2 separate regions of the Triticum aestivum genome follow, and region 2 is linked to region 1. The links are chromatin contacts, called in public Hi-C maps. All regions are on one chromosome and are shown on one strand. The core of a region is the stretch at or near the end of the contact, and the rest is flanking DNA. Distances in the headings are between cores, read along the strand shown.

Region 1 (2,871 bases), core at 59-2,558:
TAACATCAAAATTTTACTTGACTTGATTTGAAAAACAATTCCACAAAAAACCATGAAAGAGAGCAACTTCCATAGGGCAGCTATAATAATATGTTAATAGCATGGAGCGGTAGTGGTGGTCCAAACCATACATCCATCAGCCAAATTTGCATATGACAGGCTCTAGTTGGGTTGGGTTAAGCTATGAAAAATACAGTCAAGATCAAGAGGACATGCAGAAGACAGAACGCATCTGTAGGATTAGCAATCACATTTACATAAAAAACGCAGTGCTACCCTCTACACGAATAAACTCTAGCTGGTGCTAGAAATAGTCAGGGATCGCGATTTTCAATCCGTCTTCTCTCACCAAGCAGAAGAAAATTTAGAAGTAAGGATCAAGTCCATTACTAACATGAAACATCAACTAATGCCATCAAACGAACAACACTAATTTACACCTACCAACAAAGACACTAGTGAAAAAGATTACCAGTCCCTATAGAATTAAAAGCCACAAGCTCCAAGGCGTCGTGAAATTAAACACCACACTTTGACCCTGAATCCAACTCTGAACCATCATTCATGGAACACCTAAATAAAGGTCAAATTACTTGTGTGAACCTAAACTGAGGTCTGTGAAGCTGAGATATTATATCGACAGTCCATGGCACAGAACCCTAACATGACCCAACCCAAATTGAAATCGATTCAGTATTACAGCAGGTCATTATCAAACTGCTTGAGATTTTTATTTGCAATTCCCGAAATAGCTTGACTGCTTGAGGCTGAGAAATTACTTCAGCAAGATACCTCAGCTTAAGCTTCTCTCTTTTCTTTGCCCGCTCAACTCTGCCGCCGCACGCCTTGTCTTGACCAAAGCAAGACGACGCGGCAAGCTCGAGCACGGCAGGTAAGAGGAAGAATCCCACCGCAACAGCAGCAGGGAATGCAAGAAAACGGAGGCAGCTCTTGTAGCTACTCCCCCAGCCGCACAAGGAACTCCAGGGACACCGCGCCGATCTCAGCACGGCAGCGCGCCGGAACCAAGAACCGCACCACCAACAACCGCCGGTGGAAAACGACGAGGTCTCCTCGCTCTAAATCGAAGCAACAGCCGCTCGCGTGTTGACCTGGGCCAACGGAGGAGAGACGGGCGGCGACTCGATCTGCCGCTCGGCGCTCCCGTGCCGCAGCTGCCCGCGATTGCCGGGATGGATGGATTCTTGGGAATGGGGGGAGAGAGAGAGAGAGAGAGGGCTAGAGGGGATGCCTCGGAGCTGCAAGTGACTAGAGAAAAAGCGCCCTTTTGGTTTCGGTTGGATGTGAAAGCGAAGACGCGACACCCCGCCGTTAATGGCAGCAACTTGGAACTTCGCCACACTTTGCAGGTAAAAAAATGGAGTACTAATCGAGCCTTTCCTCTCGGGTTCTTTGTTTAGTGTATCCACGATTTGTGCAGGATTTTGGTAGGTATTTTAAAACATATACTATGATTTTGTGCAAGATTATCTGCATAAATTCTGTTTCAAGTTGCACATTTATCCAAGGGAGTTTGGCTTTCTTTGTTTAGCATTTGAGAAAATCGGGAAAGACTTTCATGCCGTTCTGATACATTTTTTAGCAGCCAAGTTGAACATGATGATTTTGTGGCGTGATTAGGTTCTCCTCCAAGCAAAAATATACTTAAGATCGATGTCTCTGAAGGCACCAACAAGCTAATAATTTCATGGGTTTGTTCCTATAATCCTTTGTCAATTCAGTAACGCTGGAATCCAACCGTGCATCTGAAGAATGAAGACCACTACTAATTTGCATAATACCACTACTAATTCTTAAGGGAAAAAAATCCTTGGTGAAAGCGACAGGGGAGGCTGGATGCATTGCACCTGCTGGGCTGGATGCATGGACATGTGAGGCAGACGTTTGGAGTCAGACTTGACCACAGAGAGAGATGATTCGCTGTAGGATGTACGGCATGCTGATGTGTGATGGGTTGCACCTGCCCATCATGGGCCTTTCCCATGCTCTCTTTTGTGTTTGTGCAGAAGTACTTAGGAGAGCAACTGTTAACGAGCGCTTTTTCGGAAGCCTCGCAATGATCAGCGCCACTTGGCGCGCTCTCAGTCATTCGCCACGTGTCGCGCTCTGGACGTTCTCTTTGGATTTTGTTTTTTTATTTTTTCGCATGTGTTTTCGGCTTTTTAAACGTTTTTTCGGTTTTTTTGACGTTTTGGTTTTTCTTCGGTGTTTATGTTTTTCGTAAAAAAAATTTGAAATTTTTTTTTCTCGAAAAAACGCGTTTTTTTCTTTCGCGAAAGTCACGGTTTTTCTTCCGCGAGAGGCACGGTTGTGCTTTAGCAAGAGTCACGGCCGTGCCTTTCGGAAACGAAAAAAAATGCGTTTTCTGTTTTTTTTCTTTCGCGAGAGTCACGGTTTTGCTTCCGCGAGAGGCACGGTTGTGCTTTTGTGAGAGTCACGGCCGTGCCTCTCGGAAAGGGAAAAACAAAACACGTTTTCTGCTTTTTTTTCTTTCGCGAGAGTCACGGTTTTGCTTCCGCGAGAGGCACGGTTGTGCTTTTGCAAGAGTCACGGCCGTGCCTCTCGGAAAGGGAAAAAAATATGCGTTTTCTGTTTTTTTTCCTTTCGCGAGAGTCACGGTTTTGCTTCCGCGAGAGGCACGGTTGTGCTTTCGCGAGAGTCACGGCCATGACTCTCGGAAAGGGAAAAAATACGTGTTTTTTGTTTTTTTAGAGTCACGGTTTTGCTTTTGCGAGAGGCACGGTTGTGCTTTCGCGACAGTCACGGCCGCGCCTCTCGGAAACGAAAAAAAATGCGTTTTCTGTTTTTTTTCCTTCCACGAGAGTCACGGTTTTGCTTCCACGGGCATGC
Region 2 (3,185 bases), core at 86-2,585, 380 kb after region 1:
TGCATTAATCGCAAACGGTGATGTAATAAAACCTCAAAAAAGATTAAAAAAAGTTTTCCAAACACGATTCAAATTATAGTTGCGTGTACGATGCGTGGCTTACAGTTCACTCGAATGAATTGTTTGCGATGAGCTTAACAACAGAAACGGGTAGCCAGATGAAGGTGTATGTCATATACGGCATACAGTTCACCCAGATGAACTGTTTGTGATTAGGCAACACAACTGAAACGGTTGGGCAGATCAAGGCATGTGCGACAGACGGCATACAACTCACTCGGATGAACTATTTGCCATGAGCCGAGATAACAGAAACGGTTCAACTTAACCAGATGTGTGTGATACACGGCAAACAGGTCCGTAATCAGAGATGTGTGCCAAGACCGATAATAACATAGACGATTCTGCTAATAAGCCGTGTGTGTTGTGGGGAAACGTTTGCTGGTATACAATTGTCAGCGATTGATGAATTCATCACCAACGGGTTTCCTAGTATGGTCCGTGTGCGATGTCATTGCATACAGAACAACAATACATGTACTTATAACTTATAAGGACTTGATTTCATAACCAAACTAAACATCCAATTACATAGGTGGCTAGTACACACATGGCGTTTGCACACACCAAAGTATGTTCGTAAATGCCTAGAAAACTCAAATAACATATAAAAAGGCAAAATGAACCCTGAATAATTTCATATTTTTAGGACGACACTTCTATCGTTGCATGTTGCCTCTGTAAAATAAATCAAGGCGGGAAGAGACAACATATGTCGTTTCACACACATAAGTAACAAGTTCCCTCTCGGAACCATGAAGCTTCTTAAGAGAAATTCCGATTTATACCCAAATTTATCCCAAATTGGACAATTTTTTCACCACAGCATGTTGTGCCATGTCATAACATAATGTCAAGTTTCATGATTTTCAGGCGAGTTTTGGATTTACAGTAATTTTAAAATCAGGTTTCTGAATGTTTACTATCAAGTGGACATCGCCTTGGATAGACTTTTTCTTTGTGGGTCTCAAATGTCAGAATTTAAATCTGTCACTATCATGCAGCTTTTCTTATTAAGAATTACGGCCCATTTAATATGCTAGCTGAAAATAAATTTATGGGTACTGACGGCCGCTAAGAATTTGCGGATTCTATGATGAACAACGATCTCAATACAGGCAAACAAACAATATCCATATGTTAGTTTTGGGCCTGCTTTTCTCTACCAAACTCAACTGGGTCAGTCACGCGAGTGTTTCTTCACCCGTTTCTCGTCCACACCCACGCCTTTCACAGAAGTACCAACTCATCAGCAGTGCCACGTGTCAAGAAGCGCACGGGCCGCCTCATCACCTCTTCTGCTCCCCCTGCCCCCACTTCCACACATTGCTCCAATCTTCTTCTCCCTCCAATGGCGCCCGCGCCCACCACTCCCTCCTTCCTCCGGCCCCCGCCGCTGCACCCCCACCGCATCCGCCTCCCCGCCCCTCCTCCCTCCGCGTCCTTCCGCCTATCCGAAATCCTCGGCGGCCGCGGCCTCTGCAATGGTGAGGTCGGCATCCGCAAGGAGCTCTCGTCGCCCACCCCGCCCTCACCTCCTCCATCCACGCCCTCGGGAGACTCCTCACCAGGAAGCGCTAAGTCGGACCCTCCGGCGGTGTACCCGGACGCGTTCGAGAAGGAGATGATGGGCCTCACGGGCGGCTTCCCCGGGGGCGAGGTCGGGCTCAAGGACTTCGTCGCCAAGAACCCGCCTCCTCCCCCCAAGAGAACCCAGACGGACGGGAAAGCATCCTCCGCCGTGGTTCCGGCGGGGAGGCCGAGGCCGCCGGAGTTGCCGCTGTTCCTCCCCGGCATGGTGGTGCTCGTCAAGAACCCCAACAACGCGTACCACATGTACTGTGGCATCGTGCAGCGCGTCACCGATGGAAAGGTCGGGGTGCTGTTCGAGGGCGGGAACTGGGATAGGCTCATCACCTTCGGCGTAGACGAGCTCGAAGGCCGGGAGAAGGGCCCGCCCATGGTGAACCCCAAGTCGGTCGTGCTCGAGGCGCTCGTCGAGGCCATGGACGAGGACGAGGTGGCCGAGAAGAAGGAAGAGGAAGGCACGGCCGCCATAAAGGCTTGACTTGCCATGCTTCTTGTTCATGTTCCTGTATGGATATGTGTATGTATGTATGTGTAGTTGGAGTGTTAGTCTGAATTTGGAACAAATATGGAGATAATGAAATTTAGCTTTCTTGTTAATTGCCACATGGTTGATCACATTTGGTCTGAAATTCTGCTTAGATGATTTTTGGCTTGTGAGCAGCCCGTAGATACTACTCTCTCCGATTCTTGAACTAAAACCACCACACTTATTTTGGAATTTTGGATCAGAGAGAGTACCTCGTTTTCGGTTTCGGTTTATTAGACATGCACACATTCAGAATAACAATTTGACAAACATAGTTTATATGTCATAAAAATTATATCATTAGAAACTTTAAATGATATATTTTCTATTAGTATATTTTTTAGTTGATTTTTGGGATATGTTACTTGTGTCATATTGGTTAAATTGTCAATTTAGGGATATGCGCAAGCCAAATAAACCGGAAAATATGTAATAGTATATCATTATCTCAGAGTTCAATTTCTTTGTTGAAAAGAAAAGAGTTCAATTTGCCGTACGGATAAACTACTCGCCATACTAGGATTAGTGGCCTGGTGGTTATAGTTGAGCAGTACGTTTGGTCATACTAGAAGGATTGAGCGTGCTTTGCTGCGTTGTTGGTGTTGTTGGGTTTCTTAAAAAAATAATCATTGTTTCAAAATGTAAGATGTATTGCTTTTTTCTTTAAATCAAACCTTTTAAGTTTGATCAAATTTGTAGAGAAATATATCAAAATCCATAATAGCAAATCGGTATTTTCTAATTCATCATGAAATGAATTTCCATATATTTTTGTTGTAATATTGTGGTTGTCGATATTTTTGCTCTAAACTTGGTCAAAGCTAAAGAAATTTGACTTTCTACATAGCTAATACCTCTTATATCTTGGAACTGATGAAATATTTAGTTTGGCAGGTGGGGGAAATGATAGAGCGTGTTTTACTTTTACTTATATAATGCGGCTATTTGATGGGCCTTTCGTGATGTGATTTTGTGTTATCCGCTAACCGGCCTATATTTATGTGGGCAA

Evidence for each region. Hi-C and Micro-C count contacts between places; a contact is called where the count stands out from the background.
Region 2: a Hi-C map of leaf shows a contact between it and region 1, with 5 times the contacts expected there. The contact joins the promoter of LOC123180568 here to the promoter of LOC123180567 in region 1. A contact is called at or near these places in 3 of 5 Hi-C or Micro-C datasets (all in leaf) and 1 of 1 datasets of contacts at active chromatin or transcription factors (leaf).

Annotation. Positions count from the first base shown.
Region 1 is chr1D:100,706,364-100,709,234 of IWGSC CS RefSeq v2.1, forward strand. LOC123180567 (probable ethylene response sensor 2) reads right to left here and starts at 1,309. Exons shown (of 6, transcript XM_044592639.1): 1 at 780-1,309.
Region 2 is chr1D:101,084,367-101,087,551 of IWGSC CS RefSeq v2.1, forward strand. LOC123180568 (NAD(P)H-quinone oxidoreductase subunit S, chloroplastic) reads left to right here and starts at 1,336. Exons shown (of 1, transcript XM_044592642.1): 1 at 1,336-2,247. The coding sequence starts at 1,412. The coding sequence ends at 2,128.